Regions from separate parts of the Sus scrofa genome. Here region 2 is linked to region 1. A link is a contact called in public Hi-C data. All regions are on one chromosome and are shown on one strand. Each heading gives the region's core, a stretch centred on a gene start, on an enhancer-like site or on the middle of the called end of the contact. The rest is flanking DNA. Distances are from core to core; before and after follow the strand shown.

Region 1 (6,703 bases), core at 1,585-4,084:
AGCAGGAAAAATGAAAAGGATGAAAGGCACTCGTGACTTGATGTTTAAAAGAAAAGCTTTTTGCCACCCCGCAAACACCAAAACATCCTCACAGTAGAAAGCCCCTGGAAGCAGTGCAGAACCTTCCACAGCCAACCATTTGGAAGGAAGCTCTGTACCACAGTTACAAGCACTAATTCGGGGCAAATCTAGTTCTGCTTGCTGTGTCGCGTTGCCCAAGTTCTTTGCTCTTTCGGACCCTACAGTTTTCTCGTCTATAAAATGGGAATAGTGACACCTTCACTTTCTGTATAAGGCTGTTGTCAAGATTAAATGACTTAATGTTGCTCTTATATAGAAATGGAGTTCCGCAGTGCCTCGTGCAGAGTCAAGGCTCGTGAGAAAGCCCCTTATTTATTATTATTCAGCTGATTTCATTAAACGTTGTATTAAAAAGTAGAGCATGACAGATCTCACAGCCTGGTATTCAAGATTGAGCTTGAAGTTTCAGTTTAAACCTTAGCTCCACCACTTACTGGCTTTGTGACTCTGAGCCAGTTGCTTCAATTCAGACATCTCTGAACTTGAGTTTCTCCCTCTGATAAATAAGGATGATAATACCGCACAAGAGGCTACTTTGAAGAAAGCACTTAGCATAGTACCCGGCACAGAGAGTGGCAGCCACTTAATACATGTTTATTTTTCTAGAGCTGTGGTTCCCAACCACATTCAAATCACCGGAGAGCCTTTTCAAATGCATGAATGCCTCAGCTGCATCCCCAGAGACTGATTTACTAAGTCGAGGTGGGGTTGGAGCACTGGTGTTTCTGAAAATTGCCCGAGGAGATTCTATAAGCAGCCAGAGCTGAGAAAACTACTCCCTAACAGATGACATTACATACTGTTTTTTAAAATTTTGTTTCGTGTTGTCTTTTATATCTATCCCCAAGCGACTGGCCAAAATATCAAGAATTCTGGGCACAGTCAAAATTTTAATACACCTGCAGCTCTAAGCCCTTGATAAGAAATATGCAGCCAAAGAATTACTTTCCATTTTATTCTGGCAAACAGTATTCAAAGGGTCTTTTTAGAGTCTTGAACTGGAAAGGTGGTAAGAAGTTTAGCCTAAGCCTCACACATAAAATATGGGAACTCCCAGTAGGTTGGGGATTTATATCTGGGGGTAATTCCAGGGTTTTGTCCTCCCAAGAGATATAAATTGAGGCCTTGAGAGTTTAATGTGGGGGAGGAAGAAGTGTTCTCATAATGACACCTTAAAAATCCAGGGCTCCGCTAATGCCTCGGGTTAGAAGAGCATCTTGTGTAATAGCGGGGGAGGGGGTTGATGCGGGGGTACATTCCGGTCTCAGGACTTCAGTTTCTAAGATCCAAGCCAGGGTCATCGAGAAACTTCTTTCTCCCCATAGGTTTATGGTATTAGTTACCCAATAAAAGTGGGGTTAATTTTACAACCCAAGTAAAATTTAAGCCAAAAAGGCTTCAACGTTACTCTAGGATTTATGAAAGTAAACATGTGGAGTGCTTGCAGGATTTTGCAACATTAAAATTTCAGGGTCTTTATGTCAGGTATATGATATATTCATTTGTATGTGTACTTATAGGTCACTTCTTTTTTTTTTTTTTTTTTTTTTTTGTCTTTTTGCCTTTTCTGGGGCCACTCCTGCGGCATATGGAGGTTCCCAGGCTAGGGGTCGAATGGGAACCACTGGCCTACGCCAGAGCCACAGCAATGCAGGATCCGAGCCGCGTCTGCGACCTACACCACAGCTCCCGGCAACGCTGGATCCTTAACCCACTGAGCAAGGCCAGGGATCGAACCTGCAACCTCATGGTTCCTAGTTGGATTCGTTAACCACTGAGCCACGATGGGAACTCCAGGTCACGTTTTTATGAGCTTTGCCCTGCAAACTATTTAGGGGACGAAACTGAGGATAACGGCCCCATCTCCACCTTTGACGTGACTGTTTTCGAGAATAGGGCATAGAAAGCAGCTGAAATGAGTGTCTTTTAAAGATCAGTTCTATCAGGGTTTTTTTTTCCACCTGGTTTCCTCTTCTGGGGGCGTTTCTAGACTTCCTCCCGGAACCCTCAGGTGTGGCGGTCCAGGGCCAGAGCACTGCGTGCACAGTCGATTTGATAAAGGAGAAGTTTAATAAATAATGACCCTTTAAATTCATGTCTTTTTAAATATAAGTACTTCCATAACAATAAGAAGTTACCTCGGTGTAGCACTTTTTAAAAGCATTTACACAATTTCATAGGATCCTCCTGACCTGGCCTTATGGGGTAGAGAGGTCAGTTAGCAGCTTCATCTCATTTGGGAGGTTGCCCAAGGACATGCCAACGTTAAACCAAGGAGAATTTTTGTTCTCCTGGCTTTTGCTCTCAAGTACTTGAACTTAGAAGGAACCATTCCAACGGCAATAGTTTGCCTCTATTAACCCCAAGCTCCCAGCCCATCCCCCTCCCTCCGCCTCCCCCTGGGCAACCACAATAGTGGGAGAAAAAAGAATGTCTACATGTATGTGTAACTGGGTCACCATGCTGTACAGTAGAAAAAAAAATGTATGCAGGAAATAACTATTGATTACAATTAAAAATAAAAAAAAGTAAAAGAAAAAAAGTGAAAGAAAGGAAATGAAAGAGTTAAGAAAAACAAAGAAAGAAAGAAAAAGAAAGAAACCAAAGAGAAAGAGGGGTGCTTTGTTCCCATGGTGTGTTGACTCCAGCCAGGGACATCAGGGTGGAAGTCAGCCCATGAGTCGGACCGGCAGCCTTCTGTTTGGCTGTGGTCTGCCTTTCAGAAGCAGATGGATATTCTGTGCTCTGGTGTCTTGTGTTATCATAGGTCCTTGTGGGAGGTTATGGCCCCGGTGCTTTCAAGCTGACCCTGCCCTTTTAGGTCCTCATCTCCAGCCTTAGATCTCTAGCCATTTGCCACACTGTCACTCATCACATCCCTTTCTGGCATCTCCGTGGTTGTCAGAATAAAATCTATTCCCCCCCCCCCGCGCCTTTTATTATTATAATTTGGAGGCAGCCAAATCCTTTTCGAAGTTTTAGGGGCTCGTGAAAGCCCGTTTCCATGGACGTTTTCTCTCGATTTCCCGGGACTTAGTGACTCATTTGAAATTGTCCAGTCCAGGGTTTGCCATGGACCTCTCTCTCTGCAGCGTAGGGATAACGGGTCTTAGGCAGGGAGGAACCGCAGAACTGGACTGCCCTCGAGTTGCTTTCCAGCTGCACTCAGCTTCAACCTGGTGGCGACTCGTAATTGACATATCAGTCAGGGTGGATCTTAGGGATCATGCACCCACGCCTTTGTAGCAAATGAAGCAGAAATAATCTGTGCTTAAAAAACAGCAACAAACAACTCGTAGAACCTGTGCCCAGATTTCCACCTCATTTCCTCTTCACTCTCACAGCTACATCATCTTCCAGCCCACCACCAGCTGCGAAAATAAAAGTGTTTTCTCCCAGATTTAAGGATGACTTTGTGCTTCAGGACGATTTTCTGGGGGTAAAGGAAACTTGCCCAACGTGACCACCAGATGTTTTAAGCGGCGGATGGAATTGAGGAAAAAGCCCAGATTCCTGAGCCCAGTCTTTCGGATCCTGTGCCCAACTGCGCCCCCTAGTGACTGTCTTGGGTGTGGTGCACCAGAGCCAGCTGCCTGTATATACCGACTGCCTCAGCTCACATCTTTGCTCTCTTTTCAGAGATGAGTACGAAGAAGATGGATTCTGTCAGCCATACAGAGGGATTGCGTGTGCCAGATTTATTGGCAACCGCACTGTCTACATGGAGTCTTTGCACATGCAAGGGGAAATAGAAAATCAGATCACAGGTAGGTAACAGCAATGAAGTGGTGTTTATACCTTACATCACAGTTTTTTTTCTCACCAGAAGTTTTATTGAGCTCTTCTCTTGACAAAGGATTAGGCCAGGCACCGGGGTTAGGAGCAGGGCCATAAAGAAGCATGAGATATGATCTCTGCTCTGGAATTTACATTAGAATAATTTATGGAAGTTCGCCCTTGGAGGAAAAGGAGGCTTGAGAAGTCTCACATTCATTCAAACACTCAATAAATATTATCGAGTGCCTCAGACATCCCAGAAACCAGGCTGGGCACTGGGAATATGACCATGTGGCGAGTAAACCAGGTATGTCTCTGCCCTCACAGAGCTTGCTGTTTAGAAGCATCACTGTGTCCGCTGAAAGGGGATGCATTTCGAGTCTAAAATTCTGGAGGCAGTCATCCCAGTGTTGCCATTGCTGTGACCTTGGGGAAAGTCTCCTACTCTCCATGCAAATGTCTTCCTTCTTCTGTGAGTGGGGAAGCAAGATGTTCATAGGGCGCTTGCTGTTCTAGCTTTCTCTATTTTAGGCTTCACTATTCAGAATTGAAAGTATCTTTTCATTGTCTTTTTTTTTTTTAAGGGCCACATCCTCAACATGTGGAAGTTCCCAAGCTAGGGGTCAAACTGGAGCTACAGCTACTGGCCTATACCACAGCCATGGGCACGCGGGATCCGGGCTGCATCTTCAACCTACACCACAGCTCATGGCAATGCCGGATCCCTGACCCACTGAGTGAGGCCAGGGCTCAAACCCGCATCCTCATGGATACTAGACAGGTTTGTTACCGCTGAGCCACCACAGGAACTCTGAAAGTATCTTTTTTTTTTTTTTTTTTTGTCTTTTTGCCATTTCTTGGGCCGCTCTCGCGGCATATGGAAGTTCCCAGGCTAGGGGTGGAATCGGAGCTGTAGCCTCCAGCCTACGCCAGAGCCACAGCAACACGGGATCCGAGCCGCGTCTGCAACCTATACCACAGCTCACGGCAACGCCAGATCGTCAACCCACTGAGCAAGGGCAGGGATCGAACCCGAAACCTCATGGTTCCTAGTCGGATTCGTTAACTACTGCACCACGACGGGAACTCCCCTGAAAGTATCTTTTTAACGGCAACCTGATAGTGAAGCTCTGTCTGGCACACACGTGAGGTAGGGAGGGTCCGACACCCTGCACGATTTCACACTCCTGGTTCTGGTGGTTATGGCAGCCTGTGCCTCTCCCATTAGTGTAGTTATTACTCTGTGCCCTGTACCATTGCAAGATGTTAACATCACCTTTCTGCAAGGTGGAAGGGGAGGGGCTGGGATGGACTGGGAATTGGGGGTTAATAGATGCAAACTATTGTCTTTGGAATGGCTAAGCAATGAGATCCTGCTGTGGAGCACTGGGAACTATATCTAGTCACTTCTAATGGAGCAGGATGGAGGATACTGTGAGAAAAAAGAATGTATACATGTATGCGTGATCTTGCGGTAGAGCAGAAAATTGACAGAACACTGTAAACCAGCTATAATGGAAAAAAAAAAAATCGTTTAAAAAAACCCACCCTTCTGAAATTCTAATAAGATGGCCAGCTTTAGGAAAGAAAAATATAAGGCACCTAGTTACATTTGATAATTTTTTAATATAAGTAAGTCCCATATGTTCATCTGAAATTCACATGTCACTGGCTGCCCTATAGTTTATCTGGCAAGCCTAGGACTTTAAGAGGGGCCAGAACAAACACAAGGCAGACAGAACTGCAAAAAGTCCGGAAACTTTGGCCCGTGAGGAGGTTGAAGGAACTCAGAGGGGGCCAGAGGAGCCATTTAACCTGGAGAAGCCACTCCAAGAAGATGTAGTTGGGAGTTCCCGTCGTGGCGCAGTGGTTAACGAATCCGACTAGGAACCATGAGGTTTCGGGTTCGGTCCCTGCCCTTGCTCAGTGGGTTAAAGATCCAGCGTTGCCGTGAGCTGTGGTGTAGGTCGCAGACGCGGCTCGGATCCCACGCTGCTGTGGCTCTGGCGTAGGCCGGTGGCTGCAGCTCCGATTCAACCCCTAGCCTGGGAACCTCCATATGCTGCGTGAGCGGCCCAAGAAATAGCAAAAAAAAAAAAAAAAAAAAAAGAAGATGTAGTTGTCACTCACTAAAGCCCGAAGGCTTTCAAGAGCAAAGCTAGACTGATGGGGAGGAGCTAGTGAAGGCACATTGCAACCTCTAATAAAAGAAGGTTTTAACATACTTCTTACTATGTATTCACAAAAATAAATGGGAGTTCTGATATAAACATTTGGTCACCCCCCTATGATAATCCTCCCTTGGACATTTTATTTTTACTTTTACTTTTTTTTTTGTCTTTGTAGTGCCACACCCATGGCATATGAAAGCTGCCAGACTAGGAGTCAAATGGAAACTGTAGCTGCAGGCTTTTGCCACAGCCACAGCAACACCAGATCCGAGCCACATCTGCGACCTACATACACCACAGCTCATGGCGGTGCCGCATCCTTAACCCACTGAGCAAGGCCAGGGATCAAACCCACGGCATCATGAATATTAGTCAGGTTTGTTACTACTGAGCCATGACAGGAACTCCTCCTTTGGACATTTTCAATGGACATCAGCTTATTGGAAAGTATTACAATTTTGTTTCTTTTTTTTTTTAATCCATTTAACTTTGTTTAACTCAGCATTTCCCAAACTTGTTTGGCTATGGAACCCCAGTTTCTCAAACACTTTTAACAGTCTACTGAATTAATGTGCTGAGGAACATACTTGGGAAATGAGGTACCAACAACCTCATAGTCTGCCTTGTGAGGGATAAGCTTCTCATCAGCAGAGGTATGCAAAAGCTAGCAATCT
Region 2 (6,703 bases), core at 1,269-3,768, 470 kb before region 1:
GTTACTGAGCTCATTCATCCTTTTTTAAATTCATTGTTTGTGTGACTTTCTTTCCTCCTAGATTTTTAATTCACTGGGGCAGGAACAGTGTCTTATTCATCTTTTGTAACCTCAGTATCTAGCCTACCACTTGGCATGTGAGAGAAGATTAAATATTTGATGAGTTCACTTGTTGAAACTTTGGAAGCGGATGAGAATGGTCATATGAACAATAATGACAGTCATAGTAACAGCCGTATCTAGTACATTGCTTATATGCTGAGCACTGATCCGAGAGCTTTACATCCATTTGTGATCTGTTTAGTTTTCATCTTTGCAAGCCCCTGTGAGGTGAGCGGCATGGTGTCTCTGGAATCGGAGAGGCCAGGGCTTGAATTCTGGCTCCCCTAGTGCTGCATAGGCCTGCACTTTGTGTTCTGCATGAGGGGCTTGCTTAGGCGTGAGTAGAACCAGCTGCTCCCTCCACTTGCCAAGCCAGGTGCTCTGGGATGGGGCTGCCCTTGACCTTCCAAATGTAAATAAGAGGCACCATGTGAGCAAGCACTGGCCTCTTCTGGCTCTGTACCCTTTGTCGGCTGTAGCCCTGGGCTGTGCTCCTTAACTCTGCTTGCTGCCTTGACTTTCTCCTCTGTTGAATAGGGCGATAGCAGCCCCACCAGCCTCAGAGGGCTCTTGTTAGGGCGAGGTGGGAAAGCGTATGTGCTATGCTTGGCACCTGACACATGCATTCAATAAACGGTAGTTATCGTTATTAGTAGTAATAGTAATAGCCCTATTTACCACATAAGAGAATTTCGAGAGAAAAGAGTTGGCAGAGAGCAGACCATGGGGACCTTCCTCCACGTAGGAGCAGCAGAAGGAACCAGAGGAGAGGAGCAGGGCAAACATTAAGCCAAGCGTGAGTTAGAGGGGCAGCTGGGCAAGGGTCGAGAGCGTCTGATAAATTAGGCTGGAAGAGGCTGAGAAAAATCCCCTGAACCTGAGAGTCAGGTCATTGGTGACTTTTGAATAAAAAGTATCACGAGAGCTGTGCAAGAGGAAACCAGGTTTCTGTGGGTTAAGGAATCCATGGTGATCAGGTAGAAGTAGTAACTCTGGCCTAGTCATCAGAAATCCGGTAGCAAAGGGAGTTCCTGTTGTGGCTTAAGGGTTACAAACCCTGCTCCATGAGGATGCAGGTTCCATCCCTGGACTTTCTCAGTGGGCTAAGGATCCAGTGTGGTCGTGAGCTGTGGTGTAGGTCACAGATGTGGCTTGATCCCATGTGGCTGTGGCATAGGCCAGCAGCTGCAACTCTGATTCAGCCCCTAGTCTTGGAACTTCATATGCCATGGGTGTGGTCCTAAAAAACAAAACAAAAACAAAAAGAAATTAGGGAAGGGTCAGAGATGATTGGGTTGGTTGCTTAAGGGGATGCAGGATGGATAAATGGTTCGCCTCCACAGACTTTATTTCAGGAGATAAGCATCACCTTCAAAGGGCCAGGTCAGTGGAGCACTCAGGGAACATGGACCCTCTGCCCTTGCCTGAACCCTAAATCTGTCTGGAGAATCTGACAATCTCCCCAGGCTCCTGGGATGACAAAGAGGATGACTTGCCTCGAGGATCCAACTTCTAGAAGGGGCTGTTTTATTTCAGGAAAAAGGAGAGTAGAATTTTTTCAGGCGGAGGATCGTCCACAAAATGCAGGTGCCAGCAGGGGGATGGGATCAAGCTCCCGGGGAGAGGGACTCTCAGTGCGGGGCAGTGGGGAGGGTGGGAAAGCAAGCGTGAAGATGGGCCAGCAAGTCAGGATGTCACAGAAGGAAGCGGGGCTCTCTGGGTGGGTTGTTTTTCTCGGAACAGAAGGAGGCAAGGTCTGCTGAGAGTGCAATGAATAAAAGGTGAAGGGCTGTGCGTTGGGCAGGGTGGGTTCAATGCTGCCACAGACAAGCTCTGGGTTTTAGCGGCCTCACACGAGGACAGTGTATTTCTCTTCCCATCAAGTCCGATCAGCGTGGGGTTCAGAGAGACCTCTATTTTGTGCAGTGATCAGGGACTCAGGCCCCATATATTTGTTGGCTCCTGTAGGATCTCCTAGTCCTTTGGCGGACCTCGTGTTCTGCTGACAAACACGGGAAAAAAGAAGACAGTGGGGGATTGTGTAGAAGCCGTTATAGGCCACTCCTGGCAGTGCTGTGCTGCTCATCACTTTTGCCTGCATTCATTGCCAACCTCAATGTCGAACCTCAGTCCCACAGCCACACCTAACTGCAAGGGTGGCTGGGAAATACCATCAAATGAGGTGCTCCATCCTCTCCTGCCTGCACGCTCAGCTCAGTGTCTGGCAGTGTTGGCATGGAGTGGGTGCTCAGTAAGCATCCTTGATTAAATATATAGATGAATGTTACTGCCTTTGCGCCTCATGACTATTCTATTTCTATTCTATCTAGAGACCTAGTGTCCTAGATACGCGTGAAAGGTTGGGCTCGGTCCTATGATGCTGCTGTGTTGCAGCAGTCCATTCATACTCTCTGCTCTCACATGCTGGCTGCTGGCAGTTAGGCGAACCTGCAGGGAGATGCTGACTTGCTTTGAGGAAGATCAAGACCAAGGCCTTTCTTCCAAGCCTAGTGCTCTAACGAGGTGAGTTAGTGAGAAAAACACATGCATCAACCCCTGAGCTATAGTTTCCCAACCAAATAGGAGCTCCCCAGCCCATGATTTCCTAACCAGAGCCCACCTGAACTGTCTAGCCCCTTGCCGAACTGTCCAATACCAAGATGAATAGACTCGTCTCTGAGATAACCACTTTCCAGTTAACGTCGCGGATTCCTGGTCAAGCTCATTTAGCCACAAGTTGTCACTGATTCAACGGAGTCCTAGAGAAAATGCGTTAGACCCAGAGCTGGGATTAGTCTCCTCCCTGACATTTATAAAAATGGCCCTTTTTATGGATGATGCAAGCTCTAGAAAGGGGGTGGGGAGAGAGCTGGTGATGTGTGTCATAACTTCCCTAAAGGGCAAATAAAGGACTCCTTATCGGGCTGGTAAAGCTTGCCTGCAAGTGGAGCATGACGCGGAACCACGCCGGGCAGGGAATGCCAGGGATATTTTTATAAACAACTCCAGAGATATCAACAATGTGGGGCTGGTGCAGAGATTCCCATATTTGCAGATGATATTTTGTGAACAAGGGTGCCCGTTGCATGAGAGTGAGTGCCAACAAGCCCAAGAAGGAAGCGGAAGCAGAGGCAGAAGGTTGTAGAACAAGCCAGTGTTTCAGCCTTGGGGAGACACAGAGGTCGCACCGCCATCTCTGACTCTGCCAGCCTGGCCGGGGCCACAGGGTGGGTTGTCTAGCTGGGTCCTGGGTCACATGAAGGCGGATAGGGTACCAGCACCCAAGGCCCTGCCCAAATGGAAGGGACAGATCCCAAGGATGAGGGCCCTGGGCATTGTCATCTTTTTTTTTTTTTCCCCTTTTATGGCCACACCTGCAGCACCTGGAAGTTCCCAGGCTAGGAATCAAGTTGGAGCTGCAATCAAGGCCTATGCCAGAGCCACAGCAATGCAGGATCCTTAACCCACTGAGCAAGGCCAGGGATGGAACCTGCATCCTCACAGAGACGATGTCAGATCCTTAACCTGTTGAGCCACAATGGGAATTCTGAGATGGGCATCTTTTTGAAAGGGCTGGGTCAGTGCAGCACTTGGGGACCATAAACTCTTCTCCTCCAGTGGATCCCCAAATCTGTCTGGAGAATCTGGCCATCTGTCCAGAGTCTGAGATGATGGGATGACTTGTCTCCACTCCCCAACTCAACAGGACTGCATTGAGCTGCTCGGAATGAAGTGACTTATTTCAAAACAATGCTCATGGTGTCATGGAAAGAAATCAGTCTTTGGAGTCAGTGAGTTCTGAGGTCCCCAATTACCTCTTTTTCTCCCCCCTTTTTTTGGGCCACATCTGCACCATATGGAAGTTCCTGGGCTAGGGGTTGAGTTGGAGCTACAGGTGCTGGCCTATACCCCAGCCACAGCAACATGGGATCCGAGCCATATCTGTGACCTACACCACAACCACAGCAACGCTAGAGCCTTAACCCACTGCGTGACGCCAGGGATCGAACCCTCGTCCTCGTGGATACCAGTTGGATTCATTTCTGCGGCACCATAATGGGAACTTCCTCTTAATAGCTATGTGGCATTAGGCAATTTATTCAGCCTCCCTGAACCTCAGTTTCCTCTTCTCTAGAACAGAAATTCTATTTTCCAGGTTAGTGAGGGTTTCATGTGATTGTGCGTGGAAAGAGACTAACCCACTGCCTAGAAAACACTAGTTGCTTCTCCCAAAGCCCCGTGCAGTGCTCCCAGAGCCAGGCTAAGCCTTGTCACCGTGCAGCTCTGGACCAGCCCACTGCATCATTCCTATGGTGACCACTCTGACGGGCCTACCCTGGCCCATGTAGGCCTGCTGATGGCTCCAGCCTCCCTGCTAGTGGTCCCAGGCTGTGATCAAGATCCAGGCCCACCCTACTTATATTTCTCTCATTCTTGCAAAATAGTAGGCATGAGACTGGCAGGCAGGGGCTCAAGGCTGAGAGCCACGGTCTGCCTCATGAATAAAGGCACAGTGGCTAGGCTGGCCAGTCTCTCGTGTCGATATCTAACTGTGTCCACATTAATGTCCAGTTGTGCAGGTGACATTTCCTAAAACACAATGGCTTGGCCTACTGTGTAATCCATGTGAGCTGAGCTGGTGGAAGTGGGAGCACGTTTATGGGCAACCAGGGGGTGTTCTGCGTGCTTGAGTCAGATTGGAACGGTGTTTATGGTGGTCCAGAGAATGCTTTGCACATGCGCGACTCCAGGTTAGTGCTTATTACGCAGGAACATCTCTGGATCACCATTCCTGGCACCTCCAGGGATGCTTCTGCACGTTCAGTTTGGGGAGCGCCATTCTGCATCCTTGATCCCGCCTTCTGTCCCTCTCCCCTCTTACTCTGCTCCAGCCACCCTGCTCTTTCTACTTGAACACTTCAAGCATTATCACCTAAAGCCTTGTTCCCACTCTTCCTCTGCCTGGGACTCTCCTCCCTCACCTCCTCCAGGGCTTACCTTATCAGAGAGCCTCTTAACAACCCCTCTTTAAAAAAGGCGACCCACCCCATCATTCTCTATTTCTTTATCACGACGATTTTTCTTTTTAGGACTTAGCATCAGACCTATTACTTACACTGTCTTTATCATCTGTCTGCTCCCCGCTGGAATGTAAGCTCCAAGAAGACTGGATTTCATTTTGTTCACTGCTCGCTTCTCGGTTCCTAGGAGAGCCAGGACCCTAGTAGGCCTCCAATAAATACTGGGTGGAGAGATGTTGGACTTGACCTTCAATTTGGTCTGTTGTCAATACAGTGAAATAGGTAGAATGATATCATGAGTCCCACTGGATAGATGAGGAAACTGAAAGTCACAGAGGATAAGTGACCTGCTCAAGGTCACCTGCTAGTTCGAGGCAGGGTCAGGACCAGAACCCACCTATCATGAGTCGCAATCTGGGGCACGTGCTGAGAGCCACGAGTGTTCTCCTTAACTCTTCAGCCCATTTCCTAAAGGAGAGCATGTTGTCTTTCCTTAAAGACTGTCCTTGAATGGAGCACTGACTCCATTTAAGCCCTGCTGATTTTGCTCATGGACTTGTCAGAAATTGCAATCTAGAGGTAATAGGCAGAGACTAGGGCGTTTTTTAGGAAAGATCAATTTTCAGTTCACCCAGCCTCCACTCTGAACTCTGTTTATTCCAGGTCTAATGCAGAAAATATAAGCACTAAAAAACAAATTAAGAATAAACGATAAGTGAGTTAGAAACTGCCTTGGGCTGTCAAGAACTTATGCGCCACGCTATGTGGGTTTTGAGTAAATATTTGCTTTGCAAGCCAAGAAGCAATATGTATTTACTGAGGCAATCTCCAGCCGGAGGGCACATATGCTCCTTTGGGATTTGGCACAGTTTCTCCTGGGAAGTGTGCACACAGGCCTAAGCATCACGGCGTTCTGGAAAGAGGAGGCAACTTGGCATGGAGAGAACTGGGTTCTCATTTGAGCTCTGCCCTTCTCTTGTTCAGTGAATTTGGGCTGTGTGTTACCTTCACTGGACACTTTTGCCCTTGGCAGAATCCTATGACTTCAAGAAAAAAATATCAATAGCTTTTTTCTTTTGGTCGGCCGCCTGGCGGCATATGGAGCTCCTGGGCCAGGGATCAGATCTAGCAACCCCAGATCCTTAACTCACCGGGCCAGGCTGGGGATTGAATCCACGCCCAGTGCTCCCAAGAGCACTGCTGATTCTGTTGTGCCACAGTGGGAGCTCCTCAATAATTTCCTGATCAGCAAATTACTGAGATAATTGAGAGGAAGGGAGGGAAGGAGAGTGTGTTCTGTATACTTTCGCTGTCTCTTTCTTCTTCTGTTTTTCCACTGAGTTAATGTTTTTCTTATTTCTTCCGGCTCAAGCATCTGTCTTCCCAAGAGCTTGTAACCAATGTTATAACCAACGACAGAACCTTCTGTGCACTTTTGCTTTGCTCTTGAACAAGACCTGGTACCTGTGCCCTGGACCGTCTGGGCTGGTGGAGTAAGTGGTTGGCTATGCATGGCGATGGCACGGGGGCTGAGCAGCTCCTCTGTCTGAACCCAGGTCTCGCCCAGTCTCACCATGGGA

What was found. A called contact is a pair of places that touch in the nucleus more often than the background predicts.
Region 2: a Hi-C map of heart right ventricle shows a contact between it and region 1, with 6 times the contacts expected there. The contact joins two enhancer-like sites. A contact is called at or near these places in 1 of 5 promoter capture datasets (liver) and 19 of 47 Hi-C or Micro-C datasets (alveolar macrophages, brain, embryonic fibroblasts and 12 more).

What each region holds. Positions count from the first base shown.
Region 1 is chr6:148,353,687-148,360,389 of Sscrofa11.1, reverse strand. It overlaps ROR1 (inactive tyrosine-protein kinase transmembrane receptor ROR1), which reads left to right. Exons shown (of 11, transcript XM_021097764.1): 7 at 3,721-3,848. Among named protein-coding and RNA genes, the nearest start is that of UBE2U, 43 kb to the right of the region's middle. Within about 2 kb of position 2,834, at least 8 of the 83 cell types and tissues checked have an H3K27ac peak or open chromatin away from gene starts, as enhancers often do.
Region 2 is chr6:148,822,551-148,829,253 of Sscrofa11.1, reverse strand. The region is part of intron 2 of ROR1 (inactive tyrosine-protein kinase transmembrane receptor ROR1); the gene reads left to right. Among named protein-coding and RNA genes, the nearest start is that of ROR1, 8.8 kb to the left of the region's middle. Within about 2 kb of position 2,518, at least 3 of the 83 cell types and tissues checked have an H3K27ac peak or open chromatin away from gene starts, as enhancers often do.